3 separate regions of the Mus musculus genome follow, and regions 2 and 3 are each linked to region 1. A link is a contact called in public HiChIP or PLAC-seq data. All regions are on one chromosome and are shown on one strand. The core of a region is the stretch at or near the end of the contact, and the rest is flanking DNA. Distances in the headings are between cores, read along the strand shown.

Region 1 (4,551 bases), core at 1,401-3,900:
CCCCACGTGGATACGGAGCCATATTGCTTATGCTTTCTTTGTGAGATCACGTGCTGTAGCCACTTCCTGGTTTCTGGGCTGAGATCAAGAGTGAGACTGGCATGATCAATAATTTGCTTCTGCCCTGCCCAAAGTAGCCAGTAATTTTTGCACATTATGTATTAATCAATGCCATCCTTCATATTAACATAAGTACAGTATTAAGTCAAGTGTGGTGGCACATACCTTTAATTCCAGTGATTGGGAGACAGAGGATAGTGGCTCTCTGCAAGTTCAAGGCCAGCCTAGTTCACATAGCTAGTCCAGGTCAGCCAGAACTACAAAGACGCTGTTACAAAACAAACAAACACAAACCCAAAACAACAACAACAAAAACCTCTCTTGGGGGCTGGTGAGATGGCTCAGTGGGTAAGAGCACCCAACTGCTCTTCCGAAGGTCAGGAGTTCAAATCCCAGCAACCACATGGTGGCTCACAACCATCTGTAACGAGATCTGACTGGAGTGTCTGAGGACAGCTACAGTGTACTTACATATAATAAATAAATAAATAAATCTTAAAAAAAAAACTCTCTCTTTTTTTTTTTTTTAGCCTCCATGAGTACCAGGGCATGTGATACACAGATATACTCTCAGGTAAAAGACCCATACACATAAAATAATAATAATAATTAAGTTTAAAAAATAAAATCTAATAACAGTGTGGTTTTAAATCTCAGTTAAAATGAACATGTCTCCTCTTTTCTGTTGTTTGTTTGTTTGCTTGCTTTTAAGATTTTTTTTTTTTTTTTGAGACAGGGTCTGAATAGATCAACAGTTCCTTCTGCCGCAGTCTCCTGAATGCTTCGATTCCAGGTGTGTGCCACCCCGGCATCTGTTTGGTTTTGCTCCAGCAGCTGGTGGTGGGAATTTTCAAATGGCCTATGTTTACTTTATTTATTCTGCTACTGTGCTGCTAGTTCCTTGGGATTGACGCATTCCCTCCCGAAGGGGCTAAGACTGGGGACGCTAAAGAGACTGACAGGGCACTGAAAGCTAAACACATCTACTGATGTTTAAGACGCCCCAGGAAGCTCAGAAACCTGTAAGTTTCATAAGATCCGTCTCCAAAGTTACAGGAGAGAAGCAATTGTGAGGAGGGGGCTCCTCACGAGTTGGGGTGGGCTTTCCAGGGGTTCCGTTGTTTCAGAAGCAACTATACTCTTGTAACTGACCTCAGTAAAGTCACTAATCTACCGAGCTAGACGTGGGTGGAATCCTTTACTTGGCCGGTCACAGATGCCCTCTCTCGGGTGAACGGTTAGTTGTTCTCATCCATTGTACAGGACTATTCTCCCAGCCAAACTGCTGCAAGTTTGGCTTGAGCCTGTTTGCCAAAGATCGCCAATGCTGGGCTTGTTGGTGGTAGACTTTCATAGAAGGACTGGACCAGAACACTCTGATTATCCAGCCACCCCTCTTTGCCCTAATTGTACCCTTGGGTCTCTAGGAAGGACTAGAGGATATAGGTAGGGAAGGATTAGGGGAGGGAGTTCTTTATTTATTTTTTTTTTCTTTAGTTTTTCGAGACAGGGTTCCTCTGTGTAGCCTTGGCTGTCCTGGAACTCACTTTGTAGACCAGGTTGGCCTCTAACTCAGAAGTGCTGCCTCCCGAGTGCTGGGATTAAAGGCGTGCGCCACCACGCTCGGCTGGGGAAGGGGTTCTTAACTGCCACGGGGAGTCATGATCTTTGCTGGGGAGGGCTGATTCCAATGTGGCAGTTCTAAAGTCACTCATGCTCCTGTCCCCGCCCTCCCCTCCCCCAACCTGCCCCCAGCGCACCACCCTGTTCTGAAAGTAAGCCTAAATCCATTGCATTGGTCCCCTGCAGAGTGAACAGGGCTGGAACTGTACCTAGGTTTGTCCTTTAGACTGTAAGGTCTCACCTGAGAAAAGGGTTTTAGCAAGGTCTCACCAGTGAAAATTATACAGTATCTGTCACAATCCTGTCCACCACTTCTGCAATGTATGGGTGACTCCTCCTGAGGCTAATATAGAATTATACTCTATTCGCCGGTGATATGGAGTGAACAGGGTAAATGAATATCATTTTTTCAAGAAGACAGATCTCATTTATAATAGTAATGTGCTAAGTGCATTGCACAGGAGGGCACTGCAGGTGGTGTAAATGAAACTTCAGCTTTTCAGAAAATACTATCCAGTAGGCCTCCTCTGACAGGGAGAGTTGACACTCAAGGCACTAAACTCTGCTTTTCTACGAGTCAGCTAACTATAGCTTTTGGCATCACAGAGACGCTGGGGTTGCAAGCCGGCAGTAAGGTTGCAGGAAGGGGTTCAAGCAGACACTTGCTGCATCAACCTCACCTTTGTAAGTTCCTGATTCGCCAGAACCAAACGTGGGCCTCGCAGTGAGGTCAACAGCTGACAGAAGGAAGGCCGGAGCCAGCTGCTCATTGGCCCGCCCTTCCAGCTGAGACAAGCCCCCTCCTAGACCCGCCACACCCCACTGTCCGGGCGGTGTTACCTGATGGCATTGACCGGTGGATTGCAGAGGCGGATCATAGCCAGGGAGTGGGGCAGCCTCAGATACTCAGCCATTTTCTCAAGGTATCCTGCGCCTCTGATGTCTGGGGCAGCCCGGGGCTCCTTTTCTGGGCCGCCCTGAGAGGAGGGGCGTGCTCTGAGCCAATGGGAGCCGCTGCTACCGCCTCCTGCCCCTTGCACTTCGTGCTCCCTGGGGCGGGCTGCGCTCCAAGGAGCGCGATCTTCCTATGCTTCCAAAGGGAATGTCCACAGGCAAGCCAAACTGCTGGGTCACACCACCAACGTCAATCACATGTTCACAAAACAGCCATTTACCAGGGCACGAAGCCCCGGCCTTCTCTAGTTCTGTCCCTCCTAAAGGCTGGGATTTTTCACAGTTCATCCAGGAACTGCACACATATTATGGGCTGGACGTAGGCTGCAGCCTGACAATAAACCATGCCTTGTCTCTTCCCTCTAAAACAGCCTGGGGCACGGTCCTTCCAGCTGCGCATGGCTCCTCTTGGTTGCCAAAGTCCACCAAGTGGACAGAAGACAGTGTGCAGGTTGACAAGTAAAACCGTACTTGTAAATCTTCACTGATGTTTCACAAGTTTTAACAATGTCTAAATATTATTTCTAGGAATGTTACTTCTAGGTATGGTGTCTAGGAGAAATCAGTCCCAGCATCCTAGGAACCTGAGCAGGTAGAGTTCAAGGTTTAATAGCACTGAGTGGCCTTATTACACCCCACCCCCTTGGAGCAAGGATCGATAATAAGCCCTCTTTGGAGTCATCTCAAGACACTTTATAATCTCCATCTGTAGGACTCGGTCACTGGCCATTAGGTTTGCACTTTTATTTTAATTGAGCACGGAACTTTCTGTGGTGTCTCCCACAGTGGGTTCTTGGTGAAGGCTTTAATATAAATCCATTAAATGGCTTGGATGTTTACAGTTGGCACCTCGGTGGGAGCAGAACCAGCGAAAGGCAAGTAAGGCATTTAGGGAACAAAGTTCAAAGGGCAGTTCCAATCAGGTTCTGCCAGTGCTCCTCAACAGCAAAGCCTCCTATCACTTAGTCCCTCTGTAAGTGGCAGAGGAATAGGGATACAGCTAGGTGGCAGCACAGTGGGTTCTCTTTTCCTAATGGTACAGAATTGTCTACAAGCATGGGTTCCAAAGTTGCTGAGTTCATGGATGCCAATTAAGCAGGTTCTACCGTGTTGCTGTGTGTAGATAGTCTTTTGATCTTCCATATCCTTCTATTTTACTTATTTTGTCTTACAAATGTAACCATACTTTTGGCTACGTTCCTGGATTACCTACTATCTTTCTCCACCCCAATCCCTTCCAACCCCACAACACTAGGTCAGTCAGAAAGAGAGTTAGAGGGAAAGGGGGCGTAGATCTGTTTAGACTACTTTCTGCTGATTAAGGGCATCAAGTTCCTTAGGGGCAAGTCCAGTCTTTGTCTTCAGGATATCCAATTTCTTCTTCTCATCTTTGCTCACAGCAACAGGAACCAGCAGCAGCAGCAGTGGTGGAGGCAGCAGCGGCAGCAGCAGCAGGGGGGCAGCAGCCTCCACAGCTTCTGGGTCTCTGGCATTTTTATACCCTTTCAAGAGTCCACAGAATTCCAAATGTAAACTAATTTTTTTTTTTTTTTGGCAGAATCACACCCCTGCCAGAGCATGAGACGAATCATAGTCAGCTGCTGTGAGAGCAACCCCATATTCCACACCTGGGACTAAAACAAAACATATTCACACACCATAACTGTTTTCAAAAAAGAAACAAAATTCTTACTACATACACAGTGCTACTTCATAGGATATCACTGTCTTAGGCAAGCACCTCACTCTTTCACTGTAGCAACTGTGTCATCTTACATCCTATGTTCACAGGGTATCTCAGGTTTGTTAATGCTTCAAAAAAAATCACTATAAGCCCTGAAACCACTACAGTGCCCAGAGGGTAAATGCTGAACTCTGTCACAAATACTGAGTTTTTGCCTGCTGGACCATGCA
Region 2 (4,551 bases), core at 1,408-3,907, 310 kb after region 1:
CAATCAGATCGTGTCTAGTGAAGAGGTTCCATCTCACCACACCGTGGGTTGGTGTCCTGAACAATCCGATCCAATATTCCTACCAGAGGCTAACAGCACTGTGAATGATTTTGCAGAACAGATGACCTTCAAGTTTTAACTAAAAGTGTTGCCAATCCATGTAACAAATACCACTGGGTACCTACCAGACTCTTTGCAAAGGCAAAGGGCAGCCAGGGAAAGCTGGGGTGGGCCTGTGCTAACCATTGGTGGGCCACCTTCTCTGTGGCACGGCCACGTGGAGGAAGCACTCTGTCCCTGTGCTTAGTTCTCTGAGTTTCCCCTGTCACACAAGGGAGAGATCTGGGGAAAGACCAGCAAAAACCCAGGACGCATGGGAGATGTGCTCCAGAAGAACAGGGAGGAGAACACTTTAAAGGCTCTTTATTATAATGAGCCACATAGGGATCTCTCATGGAGGGAGTGAGGAGGGGCAAACACCTGTAATCTCAGTTCTCTGGAACCCAAGGGAGAAAGACCCCACGTCTGAGGCTAGCCTTGGCCACAGAGAAAGTGCAAGAGCAGTCTGTTATCAAGGCAACACAAGCAGCACATCTGGAAGGCCAGGGGGAGATACCCATCAAAGACCATCTCTGACATCTCAGAGGATGCTGTGGCTTGGGAATCTCCAGGGATCTCTTATGATTACAGACTGGTCGGTCCAACAGGGTGGGAGGCAGAGCACACACTTACACAGAGGCAAGGGAACCTTTGGAAGTGAGGCCCAGTAGAAGGTCCTTGGGTAACTGGGGAAGTGAGGCATTTCCTTGTGACAACTTTGGCAGCTCAGCTCATACACTCCTTTTCCAAAACATAATCACATGGTTGGTGGTGCAACTCCCTTCAATACCATTCTCATGTGCTGAAGTTCTCACTAGAACCCAGCTGCTACAGACCCAAATTGAATCTGTATGGTAAGTAACCTTTAATCTTTATAAACTTAGCTGCATCAGGTATCTATTATAGCAATGAAAAGAGCATGTTGATTGATTGATTGATTGATTGATTGATTTATTTATTTATTTATTTATTTATTTATTTATTTATTTATTTTAGGTTTTTTGAGACAGGTTTTCTCTGTGTAGCCCTGGCTGTCCTGGAACTCACTCTGTGACCAGGCTGGCCTCGAACTCAGAAATCCGCCTGCCTCTGCCTCCCAAGTGCTGGGATTATAGGCGTGCGCCACCACTGCCCGGCTTGATTTTTTTTTTTAATTAGCTTCTAGAGCTCAAGTTACACAATTTGAATGCATAAAAATCTCCTGAGACTGAACAGCTCCAGACTGCCTGGTATGATCAAGGCCTTGGGATCAGTCTCCTAGCACCAAGACAAATATAGGGATTTAAATTCACCTTTAAAAAACAAAAAAAATCAGGGGATGGGGGGCTTTTGAGATAGCATTTGAAATGTAAATGAAGAAAATACCTAATTAAAAAAAAATCCCAGAGAATCTTTTTGAAAAATAGATGAGCAGACTATGGTAAGACAGAATAAAAATTGCTTTAAAAACAACAACAACTGAATTTGTTTTCTCCAAATTTCAAATATATCTACTGCCTTTAAACTGAGGAACATTAATTAGGGGTAACTTCCTAGATAAAAATGTGATTTATAACCAATTCGGAGGATTTTGTCAAGAACATTTTCTCAGACATGTGAAGGGCCTCACCTGCCTAGCACAGCCACACAGTACACTGACAATGGCTGCCCCTTATAGAAGGGCACACCTCTACAGAGTTACTAAAGTGTATGAGCACATGGTGTGTTAAAGTTAAATCAGAAAACCAGGCCTGAAGAGACATGAAGCTGGGGCAAGGGGGCAGCACCCTCACAAGGCTCCCATAAAATGGACACCTAGGGCCGGGCATGGTGGCACACACCTTTAATCCCAGCACTTGGGAGGTAGAGGCAGGAGGATTTCTGAGTTCGAGGCCAGCCTGGTCTACAGAGCGAGTTCCAGGACAGCCAGGGCTACACAGAGAAATCCTGTCACAAAAAACCAAAAAAAAAAAAAAAGAGCACCTAACATACAGGTGACAACCCAACCTAACAGACAGAGAGCTCCCAACCTCCCCACACACACCTCCCCCCCCACACACACCCCCAACCCCAGAAAGCCACTCTGTTGACTCTCAAACTGCTTTCCACTTGTCCAGGCCTTCAGTCACCTGAACCAGTCTGCTCTCAGCCTCTCTGGCCTCCACCACACTCACAGCTGCAGCTCAACCCTGCTCTGCAGCCTGCTCTGCCTCACGGGCAGCCATCTTAGCACTCCAGCCCAGGCGCTTTTCTCTGCTCCCACAATGATGACTTTGGGATTCCCATCTCAGGCATCTGAGAAGACGCTTGAGCTCCAGTAGCTTGAACCCCTTTGCAGCCATTCCAAAAGGAAGACACAGGTGTATTTACTGTGTGTCGCTTGATCCGAGAGCGAATGTCTAAGTAATCAAGAAAACCCTTCCTCTCCTCAGCCAGGGCCATCACAAGATGTAGGCAAATCAAATCAATGTCAATGATTTATTAGTATTCGAAAAATTCCATCTGTGTGCACCCACTAACAGGAAGTTGTACACAGGAAGTCAACACCTGATCCAACACTGGTGATTCATTTCCCCTTTCATCAAAGCTGTGCCGTGAGGCAGTGAGCTGAGAGGCAGGCAGCTAGACAAGACGATTCCAAACTGCAGTCAGAGCAAGCCTGCTGCAAAGAGAAGGCGGGGCAGAGGGCCAGCACAGGCCTCCTGTGGTTCAGGCTACAGATGGATCACAAAAACCCCAAACATCTCAATGAGCCTTACTCGAATTAGAATTTTAACAAACAGGGCAAACAGCCGAACTTAAGAGAAGTTTTAGAAATCCTTATCCAGCGCCAGTTATAAATTATCATCTGGGAGCCGAGAAGGATGAAGGATGAAATGTAGAAGCCTGCTGTGCAGAACTGCAGAAAAAAATATCAAGCAAAGCTTCCCAGGGAGCAGCTGCCAATCAAGGAGAGGGAGAACCCAAGGGCGAGTCCCACAAGCAAAACCAGAGGTGACTCAGGCCCAGGGAGGCCTGCACCTGGAAAAGGACACCATACTTAGTGGACACTGAAACCCACCAGAGTCCTACGGCGCAGCCCCTGGGTTGAGCTTCAGACAGAGAGGGTGAGCAGGAACAGGGTTCCATGCTCAATCTGCAGCGTAGCCTCTGCTGGGGCAGGCAGAGCTCCACACCCCAGCCTCTGCCTTCAGGGAACTAAGTCCACAGACTAGGAAGCTGGGTCACCAGACCAACACAAGTCTGAATCTTCCCAGCAGCTAGCCATGAAACGAAGTTTAACGATGGGCAGTATCAATGAGTTTTGGAGACTACCATGCCCAATTACCCCTGCCATTGAGTCTTCCCAGTAGAAATTCCAGACATAGGGCAAAGACAAAATCTCTTACTACACCATTCTTTTTTTTTTTTTTTAAGATTTATTTATTTATTATATGTAAGTACACTGTAGCTATCTTCAGACACTCCAGAAGAGGGCGTCAGATCTCATTACGGGTGGTTGTGAGCCACCATGTGGTTGCTGGGATTTGAACTCAGGACCTTCAGAAGAATAGTCAGTGCTTTTAACCGCTGAGTCATCTCTCCAGCTCAAAATGTAGACTGCTAGGATAGCTTTTTTGTTTGCTTATTTGTTTTGTTGTTTTGTTTTGTTTTTTGAGACAGGGTTTCTCTGTGTAGCCCTGGCTGTCCTGGAACTCACTATGTAGACCAGGTTGGCCTTGAACTCAGAAATCTGCCTGCCTCTGCCTTCCAAGTGCTGGGATTAAAGGCGTGGGCCATCACGCCCAGCACTTACTACACCATTCTTGACCCACAGAATCTGTACATATACAGAGTTTATATTTGAGCTAATTTGGGCTTGCTATGCAACCATAGATTCTACAAGTAGATATAGACTATTTTAAGGCAATGGAGGATCCTGAAAATTTGGGGGAGTAATTGAAAGTAAGCTGGAGGATTCCAGGAGGTTAATCTGAGTGTGGTCTCTGGAGGTGAGGTGAGCACAGTTACAGGAAACCATTGGTCCCGTGTGATGCAAACTCTGAACACCCCAGTTGTGAGCAGTTTATGGGGTATGCATTCGATTCTGAGGGCAAGGAAAAGTAAGATATTCAAATGACTCCAAGACCTGAACTGACAAAATTGAAAGAACCAGACATACTCAGAAGGGAGTTTCTTGCTAAAAATGAGTGGAGAAAGAAAGTGAATTCTATCTGTGATTGTGGGTGCTGCGGCCCCTTGGTGGGGCATGAGGACAGTGAGGGAGGCTTCCACACAGCCCTAATAGTGCAAGTGTCCATGTCCTATGGCATGCAGCCTTAGAATGGGCCCAGAGTAGGGTAGTGGCTGCTCCCCCCTCCCTTCAGTCCCCCCTCGTCCCCATCCTTATGGAAGTCCCCTGTGTGCTGGCAGCTGGCACCTCCCCATAGAGACAGTGGGGTCATTGGCTACTCCAGAGCTTATGTTGATTCT
Region 3 (4,551 bases), core at 1,282-3,781, 260 kb after region 1:
TATGGAATTGTGTTTATGGATCATGGAAAGCAAGTCCTCAGGTCTTTCAGGATAAGGCACAGCCTCTAGAATTGTGGTTGAAATTAGATTTCTTTGGAATTGGTATTCTGGGTATCCTGAAAAATTATTAGCCAAGGAGTCTTGGCCCGTAATCCTGATGCCAACTCATGCCCACGTTTTCTAATAGTGGGACTCATTTCATAGAACTCAGGGACATTAAAGTGTGTGGTTTGTTCAGGCAAATATTCCAAATATAGTAGTCCTCACTGTTGTGAAGTATATATCTAGGTTAGTGTCTACAACCACAGGCATTATAGCACCAACCTGTGTGGACTGCTTTATCCAAAGCATGAAGGTGAGCTGAGCGGTGGTGGCGCACGCCTTTAATCCCAATATCCCAGCACTTGGGAGGCAGAGGCAGGCAGATTTCTGAGTTCGAGGCCAGCCTGGTCTACAGAGTGAGTTCCAGGACAGCCAGGGCTACACAGAGAAACCCTGTCTTGAAAAAACAGAAAAAAAAAAAATTAATAGTCAGAAGATAACTAAATTCTTTACTAAGAGTTTACTTGTTCTTATAATGGAGAATTAAATTTTTCTTGAAAAACAAGCAAATAATGATTTTCCCCCTAACCCAAGCTTCTTTAGAACCTTTAACATGAAGTAATGTGTTTTATCATTGTTTTTTCTACATCTGTAAAGATGTCCATGGGGTTTCTGTCCTTGAGTCCATTTAGATCATTTAGAACATTCATTGAGTTACACATATTGAACCTTTCTTGCATCTCTGGTCAAGTTGCACCGACAGCTTAGTCACTGTGCATGCTCTTTTTGATGTGTTCTTGACTTCAGGTTTTTTGTTGTTGTTTTTTTTTAAATATTTTTTTAAATTTACTTATTATTCTACGTAAGTACACCATAGCTGTCTTCGGACGCACCAGAAGAGGGCGTCAGATCTCATTACGGGTGGTTGTGAGCCACCATGTGGTTGCTGGGATTTGAACTCAGGACCTTCGGAAGAGCAGTCAGTGCTCATACCTGCTGAGCCACCTCACCAGCCCTTGACTTCAGTTTGCAAGTATTTTGTCTGTGTTTAAATTTATCAGGGAAGTTAGTTAATCTCCCTCATCCCCACCCCATGTCTTTATCGGCCTTTGACTTGGAAGTGTTTCTTCCTTTTCTTTCTTCTTCTAGAGTAGCTTGAAAAGCCTGGTATTAGTGGTGAACTCTTTAATTGTAGGTATAGAGAACTAGAAACTTCCAGTGTCTGTTGTAAAGGATTCGCTTTTTATTTTCTTTTAAAGTAAGTATGATATCTTTGAACATGTAAATTTTTTACTAGCATGAGAGGGAAACCTAAAAAATAAAAGTTACATTTCTAAAAAAACAAATAGATCCAGATTTGAGAATGACATCCCTGCTAAATATCACAAAGTTCTTTTTAATCACAGTGAGTGTTCTCTTGGGACTTCATTGATACATTCATTCTTTGTTCTTGTTTTCTTTAGTCAGTATTTACAGGATGAAAGCAAGACCAAAAGAAATACAGATCTCAACCTCTTAGAGTGGACCCACTACAGCATGAAGCCACATGTAAGTGAGGCTCAGGCCTGGACACCTTTCTCTTTCTTCCTTCCTTCCTTTCCTAAAGTGTGCTGTGTGGTGTGTGAGACCCCAGTGTATACATGTGTGTGGTGGGCATGCTACCTATCCTTCCCCAGTTGTAACTGCATTTGGGAATCGAAGGGACTCTGTTGCCATCCAGTGTGAGATTCAGCAGTGGAGTAAGCCTTCCGCTATTCTCCTTCTCATGTATCCCTTATGTCTGCCTGGGGCGATGCAGGCTGGGCACACAGCTTAGTCCATACAGGTTTATTTTCTAATGTTCCCAGCTGTGGTTCTGCCTCAGACAGGACTAACCCTCATGGCACGGTCTTAGTTGATTACAACCTCTGAGATGGTTTTCTCTTCTCACTTGAAACCGTAGGGACCCTCAGCAGCGGGCACTTGTCCTGGTTGTTAAGAGTATGTGAGCTCTGCAGGATTGAAGTAGATTCCTGTGTTCCACATTGATCTGATTGACCCTCTCTTCATCCCCTTTGAAAGTCGATAGTACTTTTGAAATGTCAACAGTATTTTTTTTTAATTAGTTTATTTTACATCCAAACTTCAGTTTCCCCTCCCTTCTCTCCTCCAGTCCTTCCTTCCAACCTTCCCTTCCCCTGACCCACTCTACCCACCTGTCCTCCCTTTCTCTTTAGAACGGGGCTCCGCCCCTGGGTATCAGCCAGCCTTGGCACACCAAGTTGCAGTAAGAGCATCTCTTCCTACTGAGGCTAGACAAAATAGCCCAGTAATGGGGAAGGGTCCCAAAAGCTACCAGAGTCAGAGACAGCCCTGCTCCCACTGTAGGAGTCCATCATGAAGAGTCACTAGTGTTCTTGTAATAAACCAAATGTGGGTCCTCTTATCTCAGCTCTCGCCGTGTGTGCTGGGCTTTGTTTTGCCTTTTAGTAGAGTTCTCACTTCTTCTTTCTTCTATGAATGTTTCTGTGGAGTCTCATGCACTGTACCCGTGGTTAGGGTTTTCTACCACAGAGAATAAGAGGGATTGTGCTTGTATGTGTGTCTGTGTTTGTGCAACAGCAGACTTATCGACCTTTATCATGCTGCTTTCACAGTCTGTTTAGAAAGAGATTAATGATGTCTGTGTAATGATATTTTACCTCTTTTCTGTTTGTTTGGTTTTAGGAGATTCCTCAGCAGTTGAATGGGAGTGACTGTGGAATGTTTACTTGTAAATATGCAGATTATATTTCTAGGGACAAACCTATCACATTCACTCAGGTGAGTCCAGGCTGCTGCTTGTGCACTTAGTTGGTACTATGCTTTGGCAGTGCCTGGCACATTTCAGGCTCTTCAAATGAACAGTACTGTTGCTGAGAACCGTGGGTAAGGCCCCCAGTTGTCAGAAGCAGTGTCCTGCGTGCTCTGTTGCAGCGTGTATTCTCAGGACTGCCCTGCTCTTGAAAGACCAGGGGGATAACTTGCTTGTCCTTCAACTTCATTTGTAACTGGTTCCTGTGTGTTACTGTTACTTTTAGCTAGAGAGAGGCGTGTGAGGATAGATGACAGCAGGGGGAAGGAAGCTGGGCCTGTCCTCACAGGACTCACCCGAGTATAAGATGGAAGCGGGAAGGAATGGGCTTTCCTTTCTGCAAGGTGGTGTACTTGAGAGGAGACACAGGCACATCAGAAGAAATGTTTACATTGCTGTTTGATGGTGGGCTCGCTCTTTGTCCAGCCACAGTTGACCCCAATTAAAATTATTCCTCAATCATAGACCTTCATTTGATAGTTCCTGATTGTCAGACAAGCTGCTTGTTGAACAGTAGAACTAAATGCTTTGGAGGAACATGAAGTCAGTTGGACTCCCTGCCGAGTTCATATCTTCCCAGTCTCAAAGAACTCACTACTGAGGAGTCTCCGCTCTTTCACTAGGAATAAATGTTGTGTTTTACTGGGCATGGTGGTGCATATCTCTAATCCCAACACTAGAGAGGCAGAGACTGGAGGAGGGTCTGTGAGCTTCAGGCCAGCCTGGTTTGCGTAGTGAGTGCCGGGCCAACTAGTACTACATAGTGAGACTGTCTCAAAAAAAAAAAATTAATGTGTTTTTTTTTAAAGATTTTTGCCATATATATCCTCCAAAAACTCAGTAATTTATTATATAGAGCCACTTATTTATAGCAATGTACCATGAATAGGGCAAATATGCGAACCTCAATTTTGAATTTTTTTGTGTGTGTGAGACAAGATTTCTCTGGGTAGCCAAGGCTGTCCTCATACTCAGAGATCTGCCTGCCTCTGCCTTCCCAGTACTGGAATTAAAGGTGCAGACCCCCACCTCCCAGCTGGAACTTCAATTTTATCAAACGTGGGGATGGGTGTCTGAGTTACAAATACTTTTGGGTGCTTTGCGTTTTGTTGCTCTGAAAACATGCCAGTGATTCTCCGTGAAAGCACTGAGTCTCTCTCGCTTTCCTACCCTAGACTCTGGTTTTATTTTGTTTCTGTTCTATTTTTTCTGATGCGGGGATACTGTGGAGCCAGACTAGCCTCAGACTCACGATCTTCATATCTTAGCTGCTTTCTAAAGTGTTGGGATTATAGGTGTATACCGCCATGGCCAGCTAATATAAATAGCAAGGAATTGATGAGATTTCATGGGAATAAGCAGCTTTTGGAACAAAATAGTGGTAGAACGGAAATAAGATTGTAGATTTGTTTGGTTTTCACCTTTAAAAGTCACTTAAATTGAAAACAGGGCCTCATAAATACTAGGCAAGAAAGACCTCTACTACTGAGCCATAGTTTCCTGCTTTAAGGTCACTTTTTAATATAAAAACAAATTGTTTTTTAAATGATGTTAATTTAGAATTTAGAGAAGTTTCCTGTTGTGCCACTGTGTGGACATTTCTGTTTTGGTGCATGTTGTATGCTCTTGTTCTATAGTATGTGACTCTGTCTCCAGCTTTGGTTTTCCTTAGCATG

What was found. HiChIP or PLAC-seq counts read pairs in DNA pulled down with a chosen protein or histone mark.
Region 2: a contact with region 1 is called in an H3K27ac HiChIP or PLAC-seq map of embryonic stem cells, with 3 times the contacts expected there. The contact joins the enhancer-like site here to the promoter of Ehhadh in region 1. A contact is called at or near these places in 5 of 39 promoter capture datasets (the HPC-7 cell line, embryonic stem cells, hippocampal neurons and 1 more), 7 of 115 datasets of contacts at active chromatin or transcription factors (the SCID.adh cell line, bone marrow-derived macrophages, embryonic stem cells and 2 more) and 3 of 9 other capture datasets (adipose tissue, embryonic stem cells and liver).
Region 3: a contact with region 1 is called in an H3K4me3 HiChIP or PLAC-seq map of bone marrow-derived macrophages, with 3 times the contacts expected there. The contact joins the enhancer-like site here to the promoter of Ehhadh in region 1. A contact is called at or near these places in 9 of 39 promoter capture datasets (the 3T3-L1 cell line, 3T3-L1-derived adipocytes, cranial neural crest and 5 more), 7 of 115 datasets of contacts at active chromatin or transcription factors (bone marrow-derived macrophages, embryonic stem cells, extraembryonic endoderm stem cells and 2 more) and 4 of 9 other capture datasets (embryonic stem cells, liver, macrophages and 1 more).

What each region holds. Positions count from the first base shown.
Region 1 is chr16:21,785,184-21,789,734 of GRCm38.p6, forward strand. Ehhadh (enoyl-Coenzyme A, hydratase/3-hydroxyacyl Coenzyme A dehydrogenase) reads right to left here and starts at 2,651. Exons shown (of 7, transcript NM_023737.3): 1 at 2,524-2,651. The coding sequence starts at 2,597.
Region 2 is chr16:22,095,149-22,099,699 of GRCm38.p6, forward strand. All of the region lies in intron 2 of Igf2bp2 (insulin-like growth factor 2 mRNA binding protein 2), which reads right to left. Among named protein-coding and RNA genes, the nearest start is that of Igf2bp2, 66 kb to the right of the region's middle. Within about 2 kb of position 2,658, at least 50 of the 459 cell types and tissues checked have an H3K27ac peak or open chromatin away from gene starts, as enhancers often do. A contact at or near this core is called in the SCID.adh cell line, bone marrow-derived macrophages and embryonic stem cells, where this site is marked.
Region 3 is chr16:22,041,465-22,046,015 of GRCm38.p6, forward strand. It overlaps Senp2 (SUMO/sentrin specific peptidase 2), which reads left to right. Exons shown (of 17, transcript NM_029457.3): 15 at 1,506-1,590; 16 at 2,749-2,844. Among named protein-coding and RNA genes, the nearest start is that of Senp2, 34 kb to the left of the region's middle. Within about 2 kb of position 2,532, at least 11 of the 459 cell types and tissues checked have an H3K27ac peak or open chromatin away from gene starts, as enhancers often do. A contact at or near this core is called in bone marrow-derived macrophages and extraembryonic endoderm stem cells, where this site is marked.